Linked DNA regions of Arachis hypogaea: region 1 is linked to region 2. Evidence: chromatin contacts called from public Hi-C data. All regions are on one chromosome and are shown on one strand. The core of a region is the stretch at or near the end of the contact, and the rest is flanking DNA. Distances in the headings are between cores, read along the strand shown. Region 1 holds the start of LOC112800959. Region 2 has its middle 22 kb from the start of LOC140184850.

Region 1 (2,859 bases), core at 331-2,830, 110 kb before region 2:
CGAGTTGGGCCAAAATTTAAAGAAAAGGATTATCTATGATCATGATTCCCGGATGTGAAACATTCACATTTTTAGATGAAAGAGTTATTCCTAGGCTGACACTACATCTACAAGGATTTTCACATATGAATTTATACGTAAACCTTGCTACTCTGAAATATATTTAGAAAATTGTTGGTCTGCGTTAATTTTATAGTTAATTTTCTTCTTTTTTTTTTTTTTGTTTGTCTGTTAAAAATGTTGGTCTATAGAGTTGTCCTTTTCAAAAATCATCAATAATTAATACTTGCCGTGAGAAAATAATGCATGTACCCAATGAAATCATCCTTTTAGAATTTTCAAATCAAATTGGTTAAGGACTTCAAAAGCCCATAATTTCCAAACAATCTCACAACTTATAAAAGTTTTCCATGAAAGGAAAACCAAATAAAGGGGAAATAAAATCAAAATTCAATCAATGAAGAATGGAAAAATCAAACAGCAATTAAATCAACACGTAAAAAAAGTACACGTACGCACCTGACCCAACTTGGAGGCCTGCCTCACTGGCGGAGACTTGAGGGAGAAAACGGACATCGGCGACGGCGGGTCTGAAGGGGCGAAAAACTCATCGGAGAAAGCCAAAGAAGCATACTCATCCACCTCATCATCTTCCTCTTCTTCCGGCAATTCCACAGCCTCAACATCCCATAGGACCCAACCCTGTGTACGTAACAGATAAATTATTAAGGGAAGATCAAAATTGATAAGAACTACTCGAATTGAACTACTACTACTAGTGCCGAAACAGATCCAATTAGGCACCATATTTATAATAATATATGTAAATTAAAATATTATTTATACACTAAAATTACCTACAAAAGCAATTTTTATTTATTTTAATGTACACTTAATATGGTTCTATATATAAATACATCGTACTGATTTGAGTTTTGAGTGCAAATGTCGTGAAGTAATAAGATAACAGATTCTGTTTCAACATACACTTGAAATTCCTGCAACAGGGTCGTCGTGAGTGACGGTGTTCCTCCACGGAAGAGTCGCACCGTTCCCTCTGAGAAACTTCCCGCACCAGCTCCGGAGCCTGACCTGGAAACCGTCTCGAACCGGTTCCCACTCGAACTTCCAACTGAGGCTGTTGTCAAACTCTGCCTGGACCACCCTGTTTCCGGTCATCCCAAGGAGGAAAGGGGTTTCCGTAGCGGCAAGATACCTCCCGTGGCAGCTCTTCAGCCGGACGCGGTGGCTGCCGCCGCCGCCGTTGATGTCGTCATCGTTCACGACTTCAACGATCCATTTGGCCCTTCTTGTGTCGCCTTTTCGGCTCTGGTGGACTTTCTCGAGGTCCCGGTCCGCCACGAGGTACTTGTCGAGGTGGCTGCGGAGCTTAACGGCTTTTGCCTTGGTGAAAAACTCCATTAACGGAAAAAACGGTTAGGTGAAGTTGGACACTGAGCTATATGGCTATGAGGGAAGTGCGTGACTTTCAATTTTTTCTGTGCCTGTATAACTCCATATATATTATACTCTCCGTGCCATTATTGTTTGATGATGATGTGCTTATTTTAAGCTGACTAACGTCAATACTAATTAAGAGATATTAAATAAGAGAAATCCTGAAAGATTATCGAAAATTTATTATTTTTGGTTATTATATTTAATTATTTATTAATTTAAGTTTTTTAGTATAATAATTTAATATATTTTAGTCTGTAAAAAGTTAATTAATAGTCAAAAATAATAAATTATAATGACTATTTAGTATTTTTTATTAAATAATTTGAGATAAAGTATTGTTATAATATCTAACCTTTAAATTAAGTGTTTATTTTTTTTTAATATTTGAAATGCTTTATTTCGTTTTATTTTAATTTTTTAGCCATAATTAAAATTTTTTGTCTAAAAACCTTATTTTTTTATTGTTATTTTTTATTATTTAGTCATTTTTGCTCTAAAATTACTGCAACTATCATTCTATAATTACTACAATTATAATTTTTGTCGTTATCTAAAAATAATATAATAACAAAATATTTTAAAAAAATTAATTATGACAATATGACTAAAATAAAATATTTAGAATAAAAATAAAATATATCAAATATTAAAAAAATTATAACTTATTCTAAAAGTTACGAATTAAAATAATATTTTATTTAATAATTTAATATATTTAAATAAATTATTTATTATAATACATATTTATATTTTGTTGGCTATTTTATTTTAATTTATGTATTTATCAATCTATCACTATCATTCTAATTTTACTATTAATAAAATCAATTAAGTAATTTCGTTGTTTAATTTTATATATGTTCTTCCTAGCCTCAAAAAAAATATATGTTCTTCCTAATGTACCCTTGACATAATGACATTGTCAAGTTTTTATTTTTATTCGCTTTTCACAAACTATACTTTTAAGTTACTAATACAATAACAACAATAAAGTCTTGTTTTACTAAGTAAAATTGACTATATAGATCAAACGATAGTTATTGATAAATTTTATTATATATCATATTTATAAAGAGATTGTTACACATAATCTTTATTTGACTACTTTATAAATAATTTTCTTAAAACTTTCTTTACTTTTGTCTATCTTTTATCTTATTCATCTTCTGACTAACTAAAAAATAAAAGGCAAATCCATACTAGATAGTACTAATAAATAGGGTTTAAAAGTTAAGTAAATATATTACTAGAAAAAACACTAGATAGTACTAATAAAGAAGGTTTAAGAATTAAGATAGCGTTTGTTTCGAGGTATTGAAATAGAGATTGAGAGACTGAGACTCAATATTATTTTTGTTGGGCCAGAGACTAGTACTAAAATTTCTGTCTCTGTCCCTA
Region 2 (2,808 bases), core at 138-2,637:
TAGTGTTAATTTTATTTTTTTATTTTAAAATATTTGATTAATGATTATGTTTATCATATATTTATAATTATAAAGATTTTAATATTTATAAATTTAAAAATTATAATTTTTTTATGTCTTTAAAAAATATAAATTTATTAAAATAATTGTGGAATTATATATTATTAATATTTAATGTTAAAAAAATGATTCTGAGAGATTTGGCCCGCCAACTCATTAGTCCACCTTTAAGTGGGATGGAAGAAAATTTTCGACCGCCTTACTAAATGGGCGGAACAAACTAGTCCGTTTGCCACTTCTAATTACAGTATATAAGAAATGAATCTTCTTAAACTTTCTCTCTCAATTATTTGATAAAATATATTTTTTAATCATTCAATATCTTTTTTTATTTTTTTATTTTATTTAAAAAATATAAAATAAAAGATCACACTTTATTAAATAATTAAAAAATTAAAAATTCATTTTTTAATATATATTAAAAATTCATTTTTTAATATATATTAAAAATAAACTAAATTACGTGTATAATGTAAAGCAAGGCACGTATAATGTATGAGTTATGCTCTGACTCAGATCAAAGTACACCATGTTCAGAAGTAGTTGCACGTTTTTATTCTAAGAACATCAAAAACACAACAATAGGATGCAATTTCTTTATACTTTCTTGGAAATTAAAGCGAGAGGATGAATCAGATAGAGTTTGGGTTTCATAAATTCTATAAGCTTGATTTGAGGCATGTTCTTATTAGAAGAGAAAGTATAAAGAATTAATTTTTAGTTAATTATTAATATTAGTTAATTTTTAAAATTTTTTAATTTAAGATTTAAAATTAAAAATATATAATTTAAATCTAAAATTTAAAATAAATAAAATAATTTTAAAAAGAATAATTGATATTGATTAAAAAATTTGACTTTTTAATATTACATTGATCTTAAATATAATACTAGTAATAGTATTTTATTCAGAATATTTATTTTTAATTAATCTAAATATTTATACTAACCTGCTACTATTCATATATAAGCTATTTATCCTTTATTCGAATAGGTTTGTTGTATCATTATTGTGTCATTTCTTAAAGTTATTTATTTTCTGAAAATAATGTCATATATTTTTTTTTTACTTTAAAAGAAAAGAAAAATGTATACCCTAGATATACATGGCTATCAAATTCTAGATAGTATGCACATATAAAAGAGTTGACTTATATACATTCAAAAATATCAGCATCCAATATATAGTAGCCTCTAGAAAAATATTAAGGCAGTTAATTGGACCTTAAAAATTTCAAAGGATTTTGGGAGACCAGGGGACAAGAACGGTCAATATTCAACTAACCTGCATTTCTTCTACGGTGCTAGAAATTAAAATTGAACAAAGTGCCAACTAGACAACGTACCATGATGAAAATGTCCAAGCATGTGAAAGAGAAAGATTATAGGTTGGACACTATTAATTATCTTTTCCGCTTATGTGAACTTGGCATCTTCAAATTAAGGGAATTAACAATGATAATTTGATAGCAACGAAAATATCTTTACGAAAAATGGTAAAAAGTTATCAAAATTTATTATTATTTTTAGTTAATATATAATTTAATTTTTTTAGTTTAATATTCTAATAATATACTTTAACTTATATTTTAAATATTAATAATTAATTAATAATTAAAAAATAATAAATTCTCATTATTTTTTAAAATTTCTTTATTTTCATTCCTTAAAATCTTTGGACAATCATCAATTTCATGTAAAAAAATAGCATTACGAGGATATGTAGTAGTAAACTGACGTAAAAAGTAGTAAGTAATTTTTTATTTTTTATTTTATTTTATTTTTAATAATGTGAGAAGGAACTAATCTCTCAACTAGTTTACACTGATAGACTACTTAGTCTCTCTTAGTCTCTCTCTCATAATCTCTGAACTGCTTTACACTGATACCTCAATCAAATTGTCTATTAGAGGTTATAAAATTGCTTTGCTCTCTCTCACAATACCAACTCATCCCACTAATTCTAATAATATTAAATAAATAAAATAAAAATTATATTGATATCTAAAAATTTAAAACTAGCCGTTGTTGGAATGCCAGTTTATTTCTTATATGATGCTGAGATTGGTGATTAGCACCAATATGGTAGAAGAAAAGTAAAGTGATGAAATAGAGAAAGTAGAAATTGTTACGGTCGATTATCCTTTTTTTTTTCTTTGACAAAATACAGATCGTATTTAGTGATTATATTATTTTATTTTTTATTTTTCAAAAAAACACAAATCGACTTCGATGATTTTTTTATTTTTTGAAAAACGCATGCTTTTTAATATATTTTTTCGAAGAAATACAGATTGTCTTCGACCATATTACTCTTTTTTATTTTTATTTTTGTAAAAACACAAATGATTCCTACTGATTGACTTTTTAAAAATTGTCCTTTTATATTTTGGAAAATACAAAAAAAATATATCATATTTTGAAAATTCACGCATACGTCCCAATTATGAAATTTTTTTCCTTGGGATGCATGCTAGTTTAAATCATAAGGAAATATTTGACGTGTAATTTCTATGTGTATTTTTTCTTTTATCTTCGTTGTTTAGTTGTACGTTTGTTTATGTATTTGATCAGCATAATTTATTGGTCAGAATTATAGTTCAAGCCAACTTTAGAGATGTTTATGTTTCTCAAAATCACAAAAAAGGTGTTTGTTAAATAAAAAAAAAAAAACGTAAGTTATGATTCAAATGATAGTCTTTTCATATTCATCTACGAGGTCGTGGATTCAAATTTCTTTATTTTTGG

Evidence for each region. Hi-C and Micro-C count contacts between places; a contact is called where the count stands out from the background.
Region 1: a Hi-C map of leaf shows a contact between it and region 2, with 2.1 times the contacts expected there. The contact joins the promoter of LOC112800959 here to the enhancer-like site in region 2. A contact is called at or near these places in 4 of 8 Hi-C or Micro-C datasets (leaf and an unstated tissue).

Annotation. Positions count from the first base shown.
Region 1 is chr5:23,758,297-23,761,155 of arahy.Tifrunner.gnm2.J5K5, reverse strand. LOC112800959 reads right to left here and starts at 1,580. Exons shown (of 5, transcript XR_011881875.1): 1 at 988-1,580; 2 at 520-702.
Region 2 is chr5:23,648,335-23,651,142 of arahy.Tifrunner.gnm2.J5K5, reverse strand. No RefSeq gene overlaps it. Among protein-coding and RNA genes, the nearest start is that of LOC140184850, 22 kb to the right of the region's middle. Within about 2 kb of position 1,387, at least 2 of the 3 cell types and tissues checked have open chromatin away from gene starts, as enhancers often do.